Regions from separate parts of the Sus scrofa genome. Here region 2 is linked to region 1. Evidence: chromatin contacts called from public HiChIP or PLAC-seq data. All regions are on one chromosome and are shown on one strand. The core of a region is the stretch at or near the end of the contact, and the rest is flanking DNA. Distances in the headings are between cores, read along the strand shown. Region 1 has its middle 47 kb from the start of LPP. Region 2 overlaps LPP (lipoma-preferred partner).

Region 1 (6,056 bases), core at 531-3,030:
TTCTGCTGTCACTCGTTTTCTCATGCTGTTTTTATCACACATGTGCATGTCTAAACCCTGCTTCTTTTCCAAGGCCCAATACAATGAAGACAGTTACTAAACTAGGGAGTAAGGGATAGAGTCAATGGGAAATGAAGAGAAGGGGTCAGGGGCCATCTCAAAGAAACAGGAAGGTTAGTCAACAGCAAATTTAAGGAACCCAGGCACTATCACTGGGTACCTTACTCTAATATCCTAACTATAGGGTTCTTCTTATGAATTGTTTCTTTTTTAAAAAAAAAAATTAAAAAAAAGAAAATTAAAAAAGTATATGTGTATGTGTGTGCTAAGTCATAAGTCTTTTAATGTTTTCTGGAAAAATTTTTTTTGAGAGCATACTCAATACAACAACAATTATTTACACATTAACTAGCATGTTCTAGGAATTGTGCCAGTGGTGAATAAGATGCACACTTTGCCACTAAAGGGCTTAAATACTAGTCAAAAAAATAGATAATTGAGTAGTAAGTTAAGTATAGGAGGAAATATGGTATTATGGGACTTTGGAGAGCTATCAAAGGGATGCGAATGGGTGACACCTGGATAGGGGATTAGAAAAAATGATAAGTGAGCTGAATCAATCTCAGGATAGGCCTCTGTGTCCAATGCTCACTCATCTGTTTCTTTAGTCATCATTCAATGATTTACTTTTGTTCCTTCAAATAGCAGCCCTTTACTGGGTGTGTACTGCCAGACACTCTTAGGCAATCACTCTTTTATTCCTAATCCCCTTCGAAGAAAGAGTGGCCATTTGACAAGTTCTTGAGCCATTGAGGTGAAAAGAGTAAAAAGGTAAAAAGAGTAAAATTGCTGCAGGGGTCCAGAAATATTTTGACTCCCTGATATTGATACCGCAGTTTTTCTCTCCACCTTTATGTTCACTGAAATATGTATATGATGATTGTAGCTGCTGCCGCCAGAATGTAACCATGAGGAAAAGCGCAGGGAATTTCAACTTAATAGAATTGTGATGATTTTATGGTCCCTCTCAGCTAGCACCAGCAGTCATCTTCTTGTGTATATTTTGTGTGAGAAAAAGAAATTTCCATTTGTTTAAGTTGGTGTAGTTGGGTTTTCTGCTACTTGCAACTGATAGCATTCTTAACAAAGTTGGGCCTGTACTTTGGGCCTAGACTTTTTTTTTTTTTTTGTCTTTTTGCCTTTTCTAGGGCTGCTTCCCAAGGCATATGGAGGTTCCCAGGCTAGGGGTCTAATCAGACCAGAAGCTGCCGGCCTATGCCACAGCCACAGCAACGAGGAATCTGAGCCGCGTCTGCAAACTATACCACAGCTCACGGCAATGCCGGATCCTTAACACGCTGAGCAAGGCCAGGGATCGAACCTGCAACCTCACAGTTCCTAGTGTGATTCATTAACCACTGCGCCACGATGGGAACTCCTGGGCCTAGACTTTTGAATGGTGATCTCTTAATAAAGCTGTCTGTTGCAAACAGCCTGAAAAGGAGAGAGCCCACACTACAAAGGAGCAGGTGCTAACAGCCCTTCAGTTGTTCCACTTCAGTGAATGAGGCACGGAGATTTATAACGGGGAGGTTGGGACAAGAGTTATAGGTGTCTGGCCCCCTGTCTCAGCACCACCGTGTATTTCATTAATGAAGTGTGAGACCAGAACTCCATAAATTCACATAGTAGCAGAAGTGGGCTGCAGCTCCTCAGTGGAGTTATTCAGGGAGCCCAGCATCACTCTTTGCGTATTAGAGAAGTTCACAGCTGGTTAAAAATAGGCTTGGAGAGAAGTCGCTTTTAGACCACAGCTCATTTTGGATTTCTCTGGAATCCCATTCTGGGCCACAGTGTATTTCCTTTTTCCTTTCCTTTGAGTAAGAGCACCCAGGCGGTTCCGAGACAATAGATATAGGGTTATCTTTAGGTCTGCCGTGCACTGAAAGCAGAACTAGGGAGAAACAACAGTAACCCTTTAGGCACATGGAGTGTTACAGCTTTTTAATAAGTGCCCACATGGACCGAGCCTTCACATGGGTGAGGCTTTAAACTCCTCAAAACAACCCTCTGAGAAAAGTACCATCAAGAACCTCTTTCCTCTGATGAGAAACCTGAGGTTCAGAGTAGAAAAGCAACTTATTTAAGGTCACACAGCTAGTAAGCAGCAGGACCCGATGGGGCTTTCCACATCACATCATTTTGATCCTTAGAGCAGCCTTGTGAAGTAGGCAAGGTGGGGAGACGACCCCAGTTTACAGAGAGAAAGCAGGACCAGAGAAGTGAAATGATTTACCAAAGTCAATTTGCTCATGCACAATAAAATCAGGGCTTGAACTACACTGCTGATTTTTTTTTTTTTTTTTTTTTTAAGGGCTCCACCTGTGGCATATGGAAGTTCCCAGGCTAGGGTCAAGTTGAAGCTTCAGCTGCCAGCTCATGCCACATCCACAGCAACGTTGTTGGATCAGAGTGACATCCGAGAACTACACAGCAGCTCATGGCAATGCTGGATCCTTAACCCACTTGTTGAGGTCAGGGATTGAACCCATATCCTCACGGGTTCTTATCCCACTGAACCACAACGGGAACCCCCACACTCTGACCTAAAGTCCGAGAGCACTGTAGAAACTAAACATTCAGGTCCCTCAGTTCTGAAAGAAGAACAGTCTGAATTTTGTGGGGTTGACTTCTAAGGTTTAACTGCAGGCCCTGTATCAAGGAGCCAAATATTTCAGGGCTAATCTGATTTATTCAGAGTCTATGAGTGCTATGTTCCTCTCTAGTACATCTGTTGAATGATATTAGGTCCTGACATTTAAAATCCCAGTATAATATTGTTTCACTGTTAATGTAACAGTCCTTCAAATAGTGGGAGAAGAGTGAGCTGGAAGGAATAGATGTCTTAAATGTGGGACAGCCAATTTAGCTGATAAAATTAATATAATATACCTTTGAACATTTAAATTATCCTGCGACAAGGCAGCGAGAATTAACTTATAATGGGGATAGGGTAGGTACTGTACATGTGAACTTTTTTTTTTTTTTAAAAAAAGAAAAAACACACCTGAGTTTTGAAAAATAAAAGTGGTTTGCCCACATTTTCAAGCACAGTGGTAATCAAAAGAGCTCTATGGAGGTAATAATACCTTGTATTTAAATACTGCTTGTCTCTGAAGAGCTCACAGCATGCTATAATCATTTCCTTATTATGATTCTCAAAACTTCCTGGGTCAAAAAGTCACAAAGTTTAAACCTTAACCACCTGGCCTCAGTTTCCTCTTGGGGAATGTGAGGTGAAAAAGTAGGCTATGGTCTCAGAATTCCATCAATGCCCAAATTCTCCCCACTACCCTCTCTACCCCCCATCTCCCCAGACCCCTGTCCTTATTATCCTACTACCCTATTTAGCCTATCTTCTTCTTCTTTTTTTTTTTTTTTCTCTAGATCTAACTGGTTACTCTCATGAAAGAACCATATATTATTTTAATTAGAAGAGTTTCACTCCAGTGAGCTGGAGGCTGAGCAAATAGTTTCACTTGGGGATGGGAGAGGGTACCTTCAGAGAGAGGGGGTCCATTTTTATCTGCTTTTTGGTAATATTGGAGCTCTGCATGAGATTTGATCTTTAAAAGAGAATTTCTTGCTGTTTAAAAAATTGAAATCTGCCGGGCTAGTCTAAACCCTTCATTTTGTGGATGGAAAAACTGAGGCCCCAAGCAAGGGAGTAACGTGTTCAAGGTTCCACTCCAGTTGTTGGGTGGCCCATCTGTCTTTAAACCCTGGTCTTTGGGTACCAGTCTGGGGCTCCTGGCAGGTCACTGGGTTGTTTTCCCCTAGCTGTCACTTTCACTGACATAACTGTCACCCTGAACGCAGACCAACAGCTGTGTGCTCACACTTAGGGTGCCTGGAACGCTCCTCACAGAACAACATCCACTTCCTTTTTTAGAGTTAAAGGGACTCATTTTACCCAGGAACGTGAGGTAAGAACCTAGGCAGGAAGAAGCAAGGAGAATTAGTACGTGCCATTTTCACCTAGTCCCAAAATGGTTCTCCACCTCAACTAGGTCACAAAGAAAAAAAGTGTAAGTACAAATATACACATGTATTTATATAGCTACTGCCTCCCAGTGAGCTTGAAGCATATATAAACACATACATACACATGTTATGTTAGTTCTTCTGAGGGAAAGGAGGGAGAGTTATCACCAGCCTTGTTATATAGTGAAAAAATCAAGGCACAGAAGAAATTCAACTTGACTCACATCATGGCCTGAATTGCTGGTGTTGGCATAAGGATGTCTAAACATTTGTGGTATCATATTGTGCTTCAGGAGCAGAGTCTGGGAAGCGGAAGACCCAAGCTGTAGACCCGTGTTGAGCTGTGGTATTGAGCAGGTCCCCCAAGCTTTGGTTTCCCCACATGGTGAGTGGCTAGATGAGGGGGTATTGGCCATTTTCTCTTTATGGCTCTTTTCTTTGTACTGTAAGTTATGTGTGAGGAGGTTGAAAGGAGTAGGACGAAGCCTAGAGCCACCCACCTGGATGGGCTGGGGCTGCCCCTTGCTTCCCTAACCCTGGTGCTCTATACAAGGTGTGCAGCTTGCATTCTGTAGGCTATTTTTGTTGGGGCCCTAGATCAGACCACATACTGAGGGTTGATGCTGCTCCACGGGAACCCAAATCCCAGATGCTGTTGTGTAATCCTGTAATCTAAAAAGGAGACCAGGTGTGTTTATGTGTTAAGGGGGCCTGGGGAGGCATATTCAGTGGGTTGTGTATAGTGCGTTGTCTGTAGTGGGTCCAAACTCTAAGGTGTGGAGGTTCCTGAGTGATTCTATTGGGGTAGGGCTTGCTTTCCTGGCCTCCAGGAGGCAGGCCAGGAGCAAGATGGGGGACTGGCTCTGTTAGAGTCCTCAGAAGTACCCTGGGAGTAGTAGTAAGTTTAGACTATTCTTAGCTTTCCCTTCTTTTCATTATCCTGAGAATGGTAGTTAACTCATTAAAAGTCATTCCTAACACTGGTCCAGAGAAGATATACAGATAACCAACAAACCCATGAGAAGATGCTCAATATTATTAGTCAATAGGGAAATGCAAATCAAAACCACAATGCGATACCACTTCCTACCCGCTAGAAAAATTATTAAAAAAAAAAAAAAAACCCAGAAAATAACAAGTGTTGGCGAAGATGTAGAAAAATGGAAACTTTGTGTATTGCTGCTGGGAATATCAAAATGGTTCCGCCACTGTGGAAAATTGTTTGGTAGTTCCTCAACAAGTTAAACATAAAATTACCATATGATGCAGCAATTCCAGTCCTAGGTTTATATAGTCCCAAACAGTTGAAAATAGGGGTTTAAACAGATACTGGTATACCCATGTTCATAGAAAGCTCATTATTCACATCAGTCAAAATGTGGAAAAAAACAAATGTCCATCAAAGCATGAATGGATAAATATATTGGGATATAGACTTATAATGGAATGGTTTTCAGCCAAAAAAAGGAAAGATGTGTTACAGCTTCAGAATCATGCACTAGATTAGATTAGATTAGATTAGATTTGCTCTGGTTAGGATTAGAAACGAGGAAGAGAGGAACAAGGCCTGCCCCTATCATTTGTGAGGTCCAAGGCAAGTGTGCAAAATGAGGCCCCTGCCTTGCTGCTCCCCTCCTCTTTCCCCACCCCAGCTAATGAGTGGTCAGTGTCTTGTGTACACTTACAACGCATGGGCTCTAGCTTCATGAAAAAGATCCACCCACAACCCAATCTGCAGGCCAGCCCATCCCTGGCACCCTGTACACAGCTGCCCCTTGGCCTAGGGATACCCACACTAGCATCATGTTTGTCCTCCACAGGACAGACTTGGGGAAGCAAGGTACTAGCAGTAGGTTCAGGACTATTTGTTAGGGAATGCTCGAGTCTTGGATTCTTAGGGGGTAGCCTAGAAGCCTACTGACTCTAGGTGGGCATATGCCTTAGGGCCTGTAGATGCCTCACCCAGTGGAGATGGGCCAGCCTGGGACCTCAAAAGTGCAAGATCCTGCTGA
Region 2 (6,853 bases), core at 3,199-5,698, 230 kb before region 1:
CTATGGAATGGTAGGAAGAGCACTGAAATAGGAAACAGGACACTTAAGTTCTGGGTCCTGCTCCTCTGCCACTATCAGCTGCCAGCCTTTAGCGGAATGGCTTATCTGGCTGTGGAATAGGATATCTTATAGTATTCCAACTGGAGTTCTTGAGGTTTCTTGAGAACCAAATTGTCCAAAGCTTATGCTTTGCAGATGAGACTGAGGCCCACCAGAAAACAGGTGATTTCTCTCAATTATACATCTCTATCATTCGTGCCCAGTTTACTGGGCATGGCTGATACTCACCTGCCTCTGAGTGTTGCCTCAAGCTGATTCTTGTCTGTCAGAGATTTCCCCTCAGGTCCCTGTAATCTCCCATTGATGTCCATTTATTCATCCTTCAAAGCCAAATCCAGTCCCTGGTTTTGTAAGAAACCTCCTCTAGAAAGAGTTCCCCAAATACTCTCGCTCACAAAGCATAATTACTGAGCCCACACATCACACTGAGACTTGGCTGGCCCTGAATCAAACTCACCTCCACATACCTGCCAGCTCCCTCCTTCAATGTCTTAGCAAGCCACCTTTCTTGGTAGGTGCTAAGTAATTGCTTCTTAAGTCAGGTTGGTCTACACCTTGGTTTTCTGACACTGGGTCAAGTACCTTCTCAAACACATCATGCCTCCTCTGACCATCACCAGCCTGGATGTGCACACTCCCCAGAGCAGCCAAAATAGTTTCAACCTTCTCCCAATCCATCAAGCTATTTACCAGAATGACTAAATACACAAGAAGGAAGAGACATAAAGAAAAGGTGAGGAGAAGCAAAGAGCATGGACTATAAACTGGATAAGCAGCCATGCCTCTGAGTGAAGATGCACTAGAATTACCATGCCAATTTTACAAGGGACAAATCTGCAGTGCAGACACTCAGTGGGGGGCCTAAAATCTGACTCCTAGTCCCCAGTGGAGCAAGGAGGTCCAGTTCTACAGCCTAAAGGATGCTGTGGTAAACTGTCAGGTGGACACGGTCTCAATCCCTAGCCATTGGCTGGACAGGCCCGCTCAGTCTACTGCAGAGAAACAGAAACATCTAGAAAGGAAGAGCATGGCAGCCACCAACCACCAAGGTTTTTAACCAAGTGACTCTCGACCAGTAATATCGGAGTAAAAGCATGACAGAAAGATTTATGAGGCAGAGCTGGGTAACTCCAGAGGCAACCCAAGGCACACATCAGATGGGAATTTTAAATAATCCCTTTAAACACATGAGGACTCAGATGCCAGCACATGTAGTGATGGCCCCAGCCAGACAGCAAAGGCATATTGGCACCACTGTAATTTGTCCATTCACCAATATGCTTCCCGAAAAACACCCATATGCTTTCTTTTAGCTTCCATATGCTTTTTTAGCAAGGAAACTAAAATATTTCATTAGTTTTGAGTAATTAATAATTACTTATTTCACAATAGTCTCCCTCATTAAAAAACGAAAATAACTGATTAAGCTGCAGGATCCTGGCTTTCGACTCAAGCTTTTTTAATTTTTTTTTTTTTTTTAATTCTTCCCCTCTAGGAATTGAGTAATAGAGTAAAACAGCCAGTGTGGAAATACTCGCTCTATGGGGAATGAAGAGTTATCGTACCCATAGCCCAGCATTCCTCCTGACTGAGACATCAGTGTATAATGAAAAGAGCACGGACTCTGGGAGCCTCAAGACTTGGGATCCAGTCCCAGTTTGACCCCTGGTGAATCCCACTTCTGAGGAAATGAAGGGCGTTGAAAAGATAAAGACTGCTGGATTCCTTCAACCCGCCTTCCATGATTCCCAGGGAGCAACTTCACAGGGCTCCCTCCTGTCTCTCAAGGCTTGGGGAAGGAATGCCTAGGAATGCTGGCACAGACCCAGTCATTGTCAGCAGGCCTGTAGCCAACAGACTCGAAATTGGTCTCCAGCCGAAAACAATGCTTCTCAAACTCTAATGAGCCTAGGAACTACCTAGGGATCTTATTAAAATGCAGATTCTGATCAGTAAGTCTGGAGTGTGGCCTGAGGTCTGCATTTCTAACAAGCTCCCAGGTGATGCTGATGCTCCTGGTCTTCAAACCAAACTCTAAGAAGCAAGGATCTAAAAAATCTAAAGATGAAGTTAGGAAGTAGAATCTATAAGAACAGGTCGCATGTGCCTGTCTCATTTGGGCTAGGATGCAAACTATTAATCACACAGACAATAATATTTTTGTATTATATAGCACAGTGGTATTCCACTTATCCTCCCAACAGTCCTGCCACTAGGGTGTGATTTCCATTTTACAGACAACGAAACTGAGATCCAAAGAAATCAAGATACTGCATCCAAGGTCCGGCAGCTAACAGTGCTGGATTCCCAATCCAGCTATATTTACCTGGGAAGTATGAGCATGAGCGAACAGATGACAGAAAATTTAATTAGCTGTTACTGTAGGATGCTGGTATGAAGTCTGGTCCTTGTTCTGCCTGCCCATCTGAAGGTGTTGCCCCTGACAATCTCCAAGGCCTCTTCCATGTCTCACACCAGCGGTCAGTCCCAGGGCTCCCACATAGACTCACGGTGGGTCACCAGGCCTTGAGATGAGCTTCACACATGTGGCAGTCATTACATCTTGGCACGATCCAAATTCTAACTGCTCACATCTGCATCTGTGCTGATCTGTGCACAGCCAGGAGTCTATCTCTAGTAAAAATCCCCCGCATAATAGGGAGAAAACAACAAATGGATTTCCCAAAGCATTGAGATTCCAATTCAGTTGATAACCTGCAGTATGATCAGGGCTCTATGACCCTATCACTCTGTCTCCTCCTCCTCTCACTTATAAAAATGGAGAAACTGAGAATACTAACCTGATACAAGTTTGAAAGAATGGGAAAAATATGAGTTATTTATAAGGCAGTTTATACAACTGCCCAACTTTCTTATTCTGCCTGAAGGTACCAGCAGAGTACTTAATTAATGAATTTTCATGTAAATGTTTCAGGACATATGATCTTGTTCATCTCTGAACTCCCATTGCTCACATTCAGAGTATTCTTCAGGGGGCCTCTGTCCAATTCCTACCAGAAACTTCTACAGTTTTTAGAATTGTTTCACTGTCCCTATTCATAGTCTGTGTTATCTCTGGAGGTATTCACACATCTTGAAGCAGATGTGCATTTGAATCCAGACTTTGCTATTTTATTTGCTGTATGACATTAGACAAATTACACAAACTCTCTGAGCTCAGGGTCCACATAAGAAAGGTGGGAAAAAATAATTTTCTACTTTATGAGATTAATGAAATGAAGTATTAAAATGGATAGCACTTAGCAGATTTTGGATTAAAACAACACCTGAGTGAGTGAATGTGTGTGAGTGAGTGAATGAATAAAATAAGTAGAATAAGAATTTCAATATTAAGACATCACTCAACAACTTGAAATGTAATAAATGTCCAGAGTCATGCTCATAAATGAGTCTGACACTCAGAGCAAAACAATAGGTGAATTGTGGGAGAAATCCAACAGCAAAGGAAATGTATGTTACCCAAATGTCATCACAGACTTCCCACACTGAAAAATATCTTTTGCTTAATCTAGAACCTATATATGATCTTCAGAAGGTTTACAGACCTCCTGAAATTATAGACAACATTCTATGCAGACATGTATTTTCTATTTCATAGATTCATCTGCATTTCCAAATATTCCATAATCCTTTCCCCTACCGCTAAACACACACACAGAGAGACAAATTAATAACTACTGCCTTAGGCAAGTCCCTTGACAGAAAGGGATCTTCCAACTCAGAGAGAAAGAAGTTTATTTAATAAAACAAGGCTAAAAGACACAAGCATGCAGCTTAGAAAGAGACAGTGGAAGTTTTCATGATGAGCACTCCAAACCAGACAAAGAATTTCAGATTCAGCTTGGCTGCAAACTTGCTATGGGACCTTAGAAAAATCAGAGACTCATGAAAATCAGAGTTGGGGAAACTCAGACATCATCTATTTCACTCGCTTCCGCCTCCTCCCCCTCCCATATTACAGATGGAGAAACTGAGGTTCAGAGGAAAGTCATGCTTTCACCAAAGTCACAGCAAATTAAGTAGAGCCAGGATTGAACCACAGACTCAGTAATATAATTGCCACACTCTACATGCCAGGATTATGAGGTATAAGATAAGTGTTAAGACCCAGTGGCCTCAAAGTTATCTTCTAACTATTAGATAATTACTACTCTCTTCTCTGGAAATCTCATGAAAACATTAGTTTGATTTTGGCAAAGATCATCCCAGCTGATTGTCAGTCCCAGCCCAGTCCCACGAGAACAAGGCAGAGAGAAGGTCTGAAAGAATGAAAGATGCTGCTGTTAATCTTGGGTAGCACAGTGACTGTGAACTGCAGGCCTTGAACTAGATTTCACCATGTTGGCTATTACTCTCCTGTCCCCTGTGTATTAATCCTGCATCTGTCTTCTCTTTATTAATGTTCCCAACTATGCGTAGTACATAGCCAGCTAGGAACTCATACTCAGCTTCCTATAATTCACTGGATCAGAAAAGGGCAGGAAGACACAGTGGTGAGGTCAGGGGCAAGTAATCTCTTACAGGAAGAACTACAGGGAAATCCACAGCCTCCTAATAAACACAGAGAAGACAAGCAGCCAGAATCCTCTATACCATGCCTCATGGAAAAAACAGAGAGGCTTGGCATCCATTTATGTTTCAAGGGCAGCTCACATCCCTGTGTTGACAATGGGATTGGTTTTGCCTGAAAATGGCGTCCCTTTAAAATCAGGAAGAGAAAGCACACTTCACATAGAGATTTCTCTCCTAAAACAGAGATATAACTATGGAGTCAGAAGAAAGAATTCTAGCCCAGATCTTCTAGCCCACTAATACATTAGACAAATCAGATTCTCTCCTTGACCCAAAATCTCCATCTCTGTAATGAAAGAATTTGGCTAGAGTGGTTCTTAAAGTCCCCTCTGCCTTTAACATTCTGATCTCTCCTTAAGGTCACTGACTGCAACCCTGGAAAAGTCAAACAACAAACAGAAGAGGAACCTCTCTATGCTACCAGAGTCTGTGAAACTGAGACCCAGATTATAGAGCAGAGAAACACGGAAGAACAGATGTTTTTTCTTTTCTACCAGAAACTGAATGGGAACCAAAAAAATGCATAAATGGCCAATCATACTGTATGTATAGTTCAAATCACTACCTGCCCTTCTGGTATGTACAAAAGTCAAATGCTGAAAAGAACAACTATTTTCACATACTGCATTCTCCTATGACATTGGAAAAGCGGCAGTAGGAGAAAGGATTGGCCAAGGGAAAAACATTGTAAAAAATAGGACATTTGACTAGAAGAAATGCCATACTGACCAGTCCAACTTTATCTGTTGTTAGATACTGAAAAGGACCCCAGAGAAGGGAAAGTGACTTGTCCAAGGCCCAGAGCTAGCAGTAGAATTAGATTCTCATGAATTTGGGTTCATAGAACATAACCCATAATGCATTGCTTCACTCCTGCAAACAATGAGATTCTATCCAGATGACTAAGAAAATAATTTTACTTATAACTACTGTCTCTACCTCCACCTCAAAAAAAAAAAAAAAAAAAATCACTGATTTATTTGTGTTAAGACAGATTAGGGCTGTTTCTATTAAATTATAATAAACAATGCACTCTAGCAATATAGACAAGTCCATGAGAATTAATTGGGCATTATTCATCCCTGCTAATGAATCACCTTGTAGAAAATAAGGAAAATCAATGTTCTACCAGAGGCCAGAAACCTGTTCTTGCTCAAGTACAGATATTCCCTGTTAAAGAACATCGGGTATCAGCTCTAAATAGTAAACAGGGTATACAGTTTCAGATTCCATGAAGTACAGCTTTAAATAGACTTGGTTTGGAAATTGGACAGGGAACACACCACAGTCAGTGGATCAACGTTGAAAGCCGAGAAAAACAATGATTACACTCATTAAGTGGGTACCTGTTGACACGTCTACTGTCAAGTCTAATTATTTATTTAAACAGTTATTCTGTCTTCATTACTGCCACCGATACCAATTCTTACCACAAGATTATTTTAAATTTCTGTAGCATGTCTCCATAATATTTACTTCTCTACTTTCCAAAGGCTATTTGAGAAGTTTTATCCTATTTTCCACACCAAAACCTCTTCCAAAACAAAAAAAAGTAGATAGACAGACAGATAGATATGATAGATAGATAGATGACAGATGGATGATAGACAGAAAAATAAATATTAAATCCCTCTGTCTCAAGAGCAATTTTTCATGATCTTTCAAGACATGATTAAAATTTTCTTGGTAATTTCAAAATGGGTTTTAGTGAAGAAGGGGGGCATAGTTAACCACTTCTCAAAACTTATTTTATTAATATTTAACAATTGGCATTGGAGGAAACAATGTAATAACTACAGTTTCTTAATGAACAAATAGGTCTCTGCCTCATAGAGCTATCAAAATCTATGGTGTGTCTATAGTACACTTTTCTGATATGTTTACCCATGAAAATACATGAAATACATAGGAAAGGATTTTTTGCAGGGGCATTTTGTGGACTACAGATGGACAAAAAGACAGGTAGGAGCTATTCCTGTATTTTTGGCTACCATCTTTTTTAAATAAGATGGTATTTTTGTAGAAATGAGAATAAAATCAAACAACACAAGTGGCTGCATTGTTTGATTTACTCATAGAGGAGTTTCATGGTCCATACGTCTCCTCACTGGCCTTGTTTGCACATGACCTGTCCTTATTCTATGTGTATGGTGAATATCAGCTTTGAAAACCATATTAATGTAAAACTAAAATTTCCACT

What was found. HiChIP or PLAC-seq counts read pairs in DNA pulled down with a chosen protein or histone mark.
Region 2: a contact with region 1 is called in an H3K27ac HiChIP or PLAC-seq map of skeletal muscle. The contact joins two enhancer-like sites. A contact is called at or near these places in 2 of 2 datasets of contacts at active chromatin or transcription factors (alveolar macrophages and skeletal muscle).

The regions. Positions count from the first base shown.
Region 1 is chr13:125,732,090-125,738,145 of Sscrofa11.1, reverse strand. No RefSeq gene overlaps it. Among named protein-coding and RNA genes, the nearest start is that of LPP, 47 kb to the left of the region's middle. Within about 2 kb of position 1,780, at least 5 of the 83 cell types and tissues checked have an H3K27ac peak or open chromatin away from gene starts, as enhancers often do. A contact at or near this core is called in skeletal muscle, where this site is marked.
Region 2 is chr13:125,960,921-125,967,773 of Sscrofa11.1, reverse strand. All of the region lies in intron 2 of LPP (lipoma-preferred partner), which reads right to left. Among named protein-coding and RNA genes, the nearest start is that of LPP, 180 kb to the right of the region's middle. Within about 2 kb of position 4,448, at least 8 of the 83 cell types and tissues checked have an H3K27ac peak or open chromatin away from gene starts, as enhancers often do. A contact at or near this core is called in skeletal muscle, where this site is marked.